Linked DNA regions of Mus musculus: region 1 is linked to region 2. A link is a contact called in public HiChIP or PLAC-seq data. All regions are on one chromosome and are shown on one strand. The core of a region is the stretch at or near the end of the contact, and the rest is flanking DNA. Distances in the headings are between cores, read along the strand shown.

Region 1 (4,771 bases), core at 632-3,131, 780 kb after region 2:
CTTCGAATGAATGTTCAAATTCAGACATTTCTCTTATTATCTTCTGCCAAGGGAAAAAATTAATAACACAGCACAGTATAAAATACTAAATTAAAGGCATTTTGGAACCAGCAATTATTTCATAAGCTTCTCCTTTATTGCCACGCTAATGTGCCTAATTGCTGTCTTAATGAGGACATTAATTTCTGGCTAATGTGATGTTATTATAGAAATTGCAGTCGATCTCTTAAAAGGGGGAAAAGTGCTAGAAAGCTGTCCCAAGAGGCAAGGGATCTGGTCACCCCAAGGTGGAGGTGCAAAGGAGAGAGGCGGAGATGGCGTAGGAATCCAGGCATGACCAAGATGCAGGAGCGAAGGAAAGAAAGGGAAGAAAGGGGCCACTGGGAGTGGGCAGCTGGGGACAGCGCTGGCAGAGCCAGCTGCTGCTATGCCTGGGGACCCAGCGAGAACAAACGGAGTGGAAGGAATCTGGAGAGCGGCGGTGAGACCTGCTGCTGGTGCATTGTGCAGTATGGACACTAGCGGCCACTCAGGGGTGGGGCTGCAGCATTGGCTATCACAACCAACGTTTGCAATAAATACCACTGTTCTCATCTGTTAGATGGAGAGATGGAGGCACAGAGAGGTTGAATAATTTATCCCAAAACACATGGGGAGTGTGTAGTGAGGGTGGGATTTGAACCCACCCCATCAAGTTTAACTGCAGAGCTGTGCAGCCTCTCGGCTGAACTCTGGCATGACAGACAGTAAGGATGGCAAGATGCGGAGGGATGAGGGCGTGGCTCATTGTCAGAGTGAGTGAAGAGTCTGTGGGATTTTCAGGTCCATTCCCAGAAGATGATGGATGGATGGATGGATGATAGATAGGTAGGTAGATAGGTAGATAGATGATAGACAGACACATTTCTAAACCAATTGGAGAAACAGTGTGAAGTACTTCTCTGAGCCAACACTGACACTCCCACAGGATGCCAAATGCTCTACCTTGGGAAGAGAGGGATGGATGTAAAGTTGCAGGTGAGCACTCCCTGACCTGAAAGGGAACACAAAGAAGGCTAAAGGCTTGGGCTGGAGATGGACTGTAGTGCTCTCTGAATAGGAATCCACTACAGGCCACATAACACAGCCACCAGAGGGAAGTGACTGGAGGTCAGAGCAGTCTCTAGGATTGGGTGGATGGTATGGCCCCTCACTGTGGGATTCTAGGCCGGAGTTCTAGCTGAGCCATGTTCCCAGCCATGCCCCCAGTCGGGAGAGTCTAGACAGGGGTTCTACTACTGAGCCACACTGCCAGCAGGCACTGAGCTGCCTCTGAGTCCCGAGTCTCTTACTGGGCATTCTAGGCAAGAGCTCTACCACTAAGCCATCTGTCCAGCCCTGATGGGATTCTTGCTAGAGGTTCTACTTCTCAGTTCTTTTCCATTTCACCTGAGACAGAGTCTCAACTCTGTAGCCCAGGCTAGCCTGCTCCTCCACCTCAGCCTCCTGTCCTAGGCCCCTTGTCGCCAGTGTTAATGACAGTAGCTGAAGCCGGGTGCAGGAGCTGGCACTGCTGCTATTTGATCTAACTATCTCCTCCTGGGGCGTGAGGCTTCACTCTGTCCCCAGCATGCTGTTCAGAGCCAGGCTGGGAAATGTGTGGGTCTCAAGGGCTCTGCCCTTAGCCCTGGATTAATATGTTGGTGAGTCTATAACTTGATGAACTGTTGGTAGGTGTTGGATGCTGGATGGCACTCTAGGCAGATGCAGTGGGATTGTTCTAGTTAGGTTCTCAGCTGCTATACTAAAACATAGACCAAAACCAACTTGGAGCCGGACACAGTGGTGCTCACCTTTAATCCCAGCACTCAGGAGTCAGAAGCAGGTGGATCTTTGTTAAGTTTCAGATCAACCTGGTTTACATAACAATTTGCAGGCCAGAGCTACATAGAGAAACACCCCACCCCCACCCCCACCCCTACCCCACCCCACCCCCGCCACTCTTCTCAAAACCAAACAGGGGCTAGAGAGATGATGCAGTCATTACAAGTACTGTCTGCTCTTCCAGATGACGCAGGTTCTATTTCCAGGACCCATAAGACAGCTCGTAACTCTCTGTAACTCCAGCTCCAAAGAGTCCTCTCTGGTCTCCTTGGACACCAGGCAGACAAGTGGTACACACAAACATGCAGACAAAACACCCATACTTACCAAATAAAGATAAAACTCTAAACAAACAAAGCAGCAGCAAAGATGCCTTGTGGAGGAGAGGGTTTACTTCATCTTGCACCTCATGGTTTGCACCTCATCATTGAGAGCGTCAGAGAAGACACTCGATGCAGGGCATGATGCAGAGGCTCCCGGGAGAGGATGCTTCCTGGCTTCCTGGCTTCCCTGGGGATGCTGGCTCCCCAAGACTTCCGCAGTGTGATTTCTTATACAACCCAGGACCAACCTGGGGTTCCAGACCAACCACCCACAGTGGGCCAGGCCCTCCCACATCAATAATTAAAAAGGAAAACACCACAGTGGGCCAGGCCCTCCCACATCAATAATTAATTAAGAAAATGCCCCACAGTCTTGCCTATAGGACAGCCTAATGGAGGCAATTCCTTAATTAAAGTTTCTTCCCAAATGACCCCAAGGTTTGTGTCAAGTTGACAAAAACCAGCACAGGACTGCTGGGGTTTGTCTTGGCGGAGTATATATAGCTTGCCTTTTGCCCCTTTGTTTCTCTGGTCACCATAAGGGAAACGGCCTCCAGCCACCGAGGCTCACTGTCCATGTCTGCTCCACCTCAGGCCCAGAACACAGAACTGTGTGACTGGCCTTAGATGAGCCAGGAGCCCATATAAGGCCTTTCCACTTTCCCTTCCTTCTGTGCATGTCCTGTAACAGTGAGAGAGGCTAAGGCAGATTTTGTGGGTGGGGTTCCTGATACTTGACAGCCTAGCCAACAGACTAAGACAAGAACTAGATAACTAATACCTGGTTTCCAACTGATGATCAGATTATATCCAGATAACACCAGTTGAAAACTGAAGATAGAAATTGAAAGTGGGTTTTATCTTCTCATTTGTTTGAGACAGTGTCTGATGCCCTGACTATCCTCAAACCTCATACAAAACCAAGGATGGCCTTGAACTTCCTATTCTCCTGCCTCTGTGTGCTGGAATGGAAATGTTTTAATCACAGCAAAAGAAACCCCACAGTCAGGCAGTGGTGGCGCACTCCTTTAATCCCAGCACTTGGGAGGCAGAGGCAGGCGGATCTCTGAGGTGGAGGCCAGCCTGGTCTACAAAGTTGAGTTCCAGGACAGCCAGGGCTACACAGAGAAACCTTGTCTCGAAAAAACAAAATAAAAAGAAAGAAAGAAAAGAAGAAAGGAAGAAAGGAAGGAAGGAAGGAAGAAAGAAAGGAAGGAAGGGAGAGAGAGAGAGAGAGAGAGAGAGAGAGAGAGAGAAAGAAAGAAAGAAAGAAAGAAAGAAAGAAAGAAAGAAAGAAAGAAAGAAAGAAAGAAAGAAAGAAAGAAAGAAAGAAAGAAAGAAAGAAAGAAAAGAAAGAAATTGGACCTTGCCATGTTGTTTTGGGATGTATTCTGGAAGGACTTTGGAACTTTGGGCTGGAAAAGCCATAGAGCGCTCAGAGCTTAATGGGTTGTTATGGGAGCTTAGAAGATTCTGAGGGCAACACAGAAGTGGAGGCCTGGCTTGTGAACTTTCAGAGGGAAGCAAAGATTCTATCACTGCAGTTTTGGTGCTGTTTTGATTAAGAATCTGTGGTTCTGATCGGCTGGGTCTGAAGAATCGGCTGTGATTAACAAGATCCCAGAAACACGAGGTGAAACTTTTGTGTAAGTTACTGAGACAGCAGATGCCGATCAGCTGGGGCTGAGAAACTAGTGGTCATTAAGACGAGACTAGCATCACTGAGGTAAAACCTTCTGGGAGGTGTTTCCTCATGGCCTGCATATAAGTTGTAGTCCAGAAGGGGCCAACTGTATCTCATGCTGACAGCTGAGGCTGGTAATGTGTAAGAGTTTCTCATATGATTAAAGGCATAAGGGGGTCTGGGACAACAGCTGAAGCTTGGTTCTGTGAGAGACCATTAGTTAGGTAGTAGTGGACTGAAGAGGTAATGGAGAGAGGCCCAGAGTCCCTGAAAAAAAAGCCCAGGAGAGGCTACCAGTAAAGGTGTATCCCAGTTCCAATGGAGAACCCAGCATTTTGGAGATCCCAGGACTATGGGACAACCTCTAAGCACAGTCACAGGTGTAGAGTATAAGTGGCTTGTGTCTACAAGGTGCATGTGCTACAAGGTGGATGGCACACTCAGAGAAGTCTGCTGCCATGGCATGTGGATCTCAGAAGATTGTGAATGGGTCCCAGGTGTCAAACGCTGAACTCTGTACACTGGTACACTTACGTTTTGCTTTGATTTGTGACTGTGCCCTGGTTTTCCCCTCTTAAAGTAAGAAGGTATTTAGTATGTTTTTTTTAATTTTATTTTACAGGAACCTACAGTTATGAGACCTTGGATATTTTAGAGCAACTTTGAACTTTTAAAGAGACTTAAAGAGAGGCTTTGACTTTGTAAGAGATCTTGGATGTTCTAAAGAGACTGAACTTAAGTGTTTAAATTTTTAAAGACTGGAATGTTAAAAAATTGGAATGATTTATACTGTGATATTGATATTAATGTAAAATCTTGGGGATAACCAAGAAAGGAAAGGTTATAGTTTAACAGTAGTGTGTCAGCTTGACAGAAGTTAGTGTTATCTAAGAAGACAGGA
Region 2 (4,579 bases), core at 725-3,224:
CAGCAATAGTGACCCTAACTAAGATGGCAGCAGCTCCTGTCCTGTTTGGGTTCCTGTCCTGACTTCCTTCAACGATGGCCTCTGACACGAAGCCCTTTCTTCCTCATTCTTGCTTTTGGTCATGGTGTTTCATCACAGCAATGGAGACCCAAACTGAGTTAAGCAGTAAATGCCTGTTGAGACAAAACTCCTGGTCAAGAGAATAGACCTCTTCTCCTCCTCCTCCTCTTCTTTTTTAAAGGCTTATTTATTTATTATATGTAAGTACACTGTAGTTGTCTTCAGACACCCCAGAAGAGAGCATCAGATCTCATTACAGATAGTTGTGAGCCACCATGTGGTTGCTGGGATTTGAACTCAGGATCTTTGGAAGAACAGTCAGTGCTCTTAACTGCTGAGTCATCTCTCCAGCAGCAGCAGCAGCACCACCACCACCACCACCACCAACCACCATCATCATCATCATCTTTTCCTCCTCCTCCTCCTCCTCCTCTTCCTCCTCCTCCTCCTCCTCCTCCTCCTCCTCCTCCTCCTCCTCCTCCTCCTCCTCCTTCTTCTTCTTCTTCTTCTTCTTCTTCTTCTTCTTCTTCTTCTTCTTCTTCTTCTTCTCCCTCTCCCTCTTCTTCTTCTTCTTCCTCTTCCTCCCCCCCCTCCTTTTGTTTTTTTGAGGCAGGGTTTCTCTGTGTAACCCTGGCTGACCTGGAACTCAGAAATCCTCCTGCCTCTGCCTCCCAAGTGCTGGGATTAAAGGCATGCACCACCACTGCCCGGCAACCTTCCTCTTTCTATCTAGGGTGAAAATCTCACATTGCACTTGGGCCAGGTCAATCAAATGGTTAAGGGACTTTCTCTAGAAAGGTGGGCTTACCTTGGACCATGCTTAATCCATAACTTATTATAACAATGGCTTACTGCTATTAGAAACTTCAAATGGTCAATTAATGCTGGCAAAGCTGGGGAGGGAGTATAACAGAGTGGGGATTATAAGACACACTTTCCCCCCTTCTATTAAAAGTAGTTAGCCCAGCAAGAGCTTATGTTTTCTGATTTTTCCTTGTCCCCTTGCACCAACTGGCTAATCACATCAGCTTTTGAAGTGGCTGCCACCAATGGTATGAAATACAGTCAATATCTATGTCAGGGATAAAAGAGAGAAGCTACCTTGGCTAAATCATTTGAGTCTTATTGCGTGCTTTTTATGAAAAGAACTGTCTTGTTTTGTTAGTGTGTCCTTTGCGGGTCAGGGATTATTCTTTGTTTCTAGCATATGTAAGATGGTCTCAGAAGGACTCCCATCTCAAAAGCTGATCAGGAGGATTCAACTAGGTAACACCAGTGACATTCCTTCTAAGCTTGTACTCTGTCCCAGATCCTTGTCCTAAAGAAAGCACTGCTGGGAAGAAGGGACGGAGATTTGGGCAGTACTTAACTTCACCCCAACTGGAGAGTCAGAGGGATCATATTCTCAGGCAGAAGAGTAATGAACACACAGAATGAAGACAGGTCTGAACCCAACCTAAACGGAAGGACAATTCCCCCACGCCCCTCACCGGAAGAGAAGCATGAGCGCTTGGAAGAAGGTCCGGAAGTTATTGTGCTCCGTGATTTGGAATTCATCCTCGTCGCTGTCCTCGTCTTCCCCGTCAATGCCGATGTTGCCAAACACCTGCGGAGTTGGAGGGTGACCATGAGGGCAGTCACAGCCACCCTGGCTCCCTTTGACGCAGGATCCCTCCCGCAGCCCTGGTACCCACGGGTGCGGGGTCACCTGCATCCCGATGATGGCGTAGATGAAGAAGAGCATGGCGATCAGCAGACAGACATAAGGTAGGGCCTGGAGGGAAGGAAGGCAGTGAGAAAGGGCGCCACGCGACTTGCCCAGAGCCTTCTGAACTGGGTCAGGTGATCACGTGCCCCAGGCTACAGGGCTTCGGGACAGGGCCTTCAGAGCTCTGTAGACGCTGGGTGTAGACATCAGACGATTACAGAAGCACTTTCAGTGTGGTTTCCCCATTTTACCCGGAGCTAGGAGGTCTGTTCTGGCCCGGGACGGGCCGGCAGCAGTAGCGGCGGCTGTGTCTCACCTTGAAGGACTGCACGAAAGTCCAGAGGAGAATGCGGATGGTGTAACCCTGGCGGAGGAGTTTGATGAGTCTGGCAGCACGGAAGAGGCGGAGAAAGCTCAGGTTGATGAAGTTATTCTGAGGAGATGAGGAAGAAAGGTGACCTTCCACCCACCCTGAGGAGCTTAGAGTATTCAACACTCACAGAGGCCCCTACATGAAGCCAACCAATAGGAAAAAAGCAAGCCACACCCCAAATGAGGAGGGAGAGGAGAGAAAGCACCGTTAATGCAATGGAGCAGAGGGGAACTCAAAAAATAAATAAATAAAAAAGGAGTGAGGGAGAGGAGGGGGTTAGGGGAGGGAAGAGATATCAACTCAAAAGCTTAAGCCCACCCAGCCAGGCCCACTCACAAGTGGGGAAAAGGTGTGGGAAGGGGGAGGAAAAGAAAGGAACAGGGTCCAGGAGGAAATAACAAAAGAGCACAGAAAAGAAAATACATCCGAATCATCCAATCAGGAAAAAAATCGAGATGGTTTTTATTTCTCCCAACAACCAAATGCACTGAGACGATAGGACACAAGCGGGTCAAGTTGCAGAACCCAGCACAAGAGTACAAAGCACAGACACGGGCGGGGTGGGGGAAGGGCACCAGCACACGCAGGCCTAGGGGGCAAGTGCGGTTCCGAGGGCATGTTACGCTCGGGGCCAGAAATGCATCTGTCCTGGGACTCACCGGGCACCCTGCCCTGCCCTGCCCTGCCGAGCTGCCCACCCGCTCCTGCCCGCCCTGACCTCACCCCACGGCCCAGAGGAGCAGCGGCTGGAGCCAATGGGGAGAAGCGGAAGGGCATCTTTTCTTACCCCCTTGGCGAGCGGGAATGGGGAGGACGGGAGGGAGCTGGGGCTGTTCGGCTGCAGGGTGAGTCCTCGCTGCCCGCTGAGTCGGAGAAGATGCATTAGGGGCCCTTTTCCCCCCTCTCAGGGATGGCTTCTCAGCTTCTGGGGCTGGGTGGTGTCTCGGGACCAGGCCTGCGGGAAGCAGGAAGGTCTCAGCTCCCAGGGCGAGTGAGCTCTGATCAGCCCAGGGCCTACCAAGGGGCCGCTGCTGCGGGTGGGGAGATGAGGCTATTCTTGGCCCCTGGACTTCCCTAGGTGGGCCCTGCCTGTCCTCCAAACCCAGGTCTAGTCACTGCCTCTGGCCTCCCTCCCAGGCTGTTAGTGAAGAGAGACAGTGGCTGGAAACTGTGGGCAAGGCCCAGGACTCTCCAGGGGGGCATCAGCGGAGGTTGGTGATGGGTGGCAAATGACCCAATATAGCCAATGAAAGTAATTTGTTGGGCCTAAGTGGTTTTGTTTTTAAATACAAAGTTGCTAATTTTAAATTTGGACGTTGCCCACCGATCTGGATTTTTGGCTCCCCCAGGCCTCTCGTAGCTGTCCCCTGGAGTCTGGCTATATGCTCTCCAGTTTCCCGGGCTCTCTGGTGATTGGCCCACAGAGCATTGTGAGTTTTCTGCCTGGGGACCACATGGTTACGACCAGCAGGCAGGAGGCAGGAGGGAATGGGGTCTCTGGCTAGAAGGGAGCTTTCTGGTGCCCCAGTCTTAAGATCTGTAGGAGTCCTGGAGACACATCATAGGGCAAGACCGAATGAGGCCTAATGACTGGAGGTGCATGGATAAGCGGCCCTGACAAGAGCATTCTTCGGAATTTCAAGTGTCCCTATTTGCATAATGAATTATTTTTTTATTGCAAGGGGGTCATGCTATGGTTCAGTCTGGTCTTGAATTTGAGATCCTCCTGCCTCAGACTTCCAAGTGCTGGGATGAAAGGGGGGTCATCACTATGCTTTGTCTTTGGCTATATTTAGCCTCCTTCCCAGAGGCATCCTTTTACTGGGTCTTTGCCATGAGCTAGCTAGCTCTGGCTTGGAAGCAGAGAGGCAGTGACTGGATATTGAAGAATTTCGGAGCCTGGTAAGAGGCCTCTGGGGCAAAAGACTTGGCCTTTGGGCTTCTGGGATGGGGAATAGCCTTGGGCTCCTACATCAGGACACTCTTAGGCCCAACTGTTGTGAGCCTGTTCCAAAAGTCTCACATAAGCCTGCAAACCTAGCTAAGAGTCACCCACCGTGCCCCGCTGACCTGATGCCTGGTCTTGCCTGGCCACCAAGCTTTCCTGGGGATGGGACCACTAACCAAGAAGTATTCCCCACCCTCTCCCTCAACCCCCCGGAGAACAAGCCATCCCTTCCATGGGGTGGATCATAACATGTGGGCTCGGCCAGACATGCAGAGGCAGGGGTTCCTGGGAGCAGTGTGGGGCCGAGGGCAAACTGGCACATGCAGAAGCAGGGATCTAGCAGCTGCTGAGCACGCACACACATAAGGGAGGAGGGGCGGGGACCGGAGAAGTCAGGGGTCTCAGGCCTATCTGCTCTTCCGGCTCTTCCTGAGTCTGCATGGAGTCCTGCTAGCACACACAACTCCCAAGAGGCATCCTCTTACTACTC

What was found. HiChIP or PLAC-seq counts read pairs in DNA pulled down with a chosen protein or histone mark.
Region 1: an H3K27ac HiChIP or PLAC-seq map of embryonic stem cells shows a contact between it and region 2, with 4 times the contacts expected there. The contact joins two enhancer-like sites. A contact is called at or near these places in 1 of 39 promoter capture datasets (embryonic stem cells), 1 of 15 datasets of contacts at CTCF or cohesin (the NIH/3T3 cell line), 21 of 484 Hi-C or Micro-C datasets (the Ba/F3 cell line, ECoMG myeloid progenitors, the G1E-ER4 cell line and 10 more), 9 of 115 datasets of contacts at active chromatin or transcription factors (astrocytes and embryonic stem cells) and 1 of 9 other capture datasets (embryonic stem cells).

What each region holds. Positions count from the first base shown.
Region 1 is chr8:83,816,426-83,821,196 of GRCm38.p6, reverse strand. No RefSeq gene overlaps it. Among named protein-coding and RNA genes, the nearest start is that of Gm51542, 48 kb to the right of the region's middle. Within about 2 kb of position 1,881, at least 8 of the 459 cell types and tissues checked have an H3K27ac peak or open chromatin away from gene starts, as enhancers often do. A contact at or near this core is called in embryonic stem cells, where this site is marked.
Region 2 is chr8:84,599,011-84,603,589 of GRCm38.p6, reverse strand. Cacna1a (calcium channel, voltage-dependent, P/Q type, alpha 1A subunit) reads right to left here. Exons shown (of 47, transcript NM_007578.3): 32 at 2,085-2,201; 33 at 1,769-1,834; 34 at 1,551-1,666. Among named protein-coding and RNA genes, the nearest start is that of Gm32854, 13 kb to the right of the region's middle. Within about 2 kb of position 1,974, at least 72 of the 459 cell types and tissues checked have an H3K27ac peak or open chromatin away from gene starts, as enhancers often do. A contact at or near this core is called in embryonic stem cells, where this site is marked.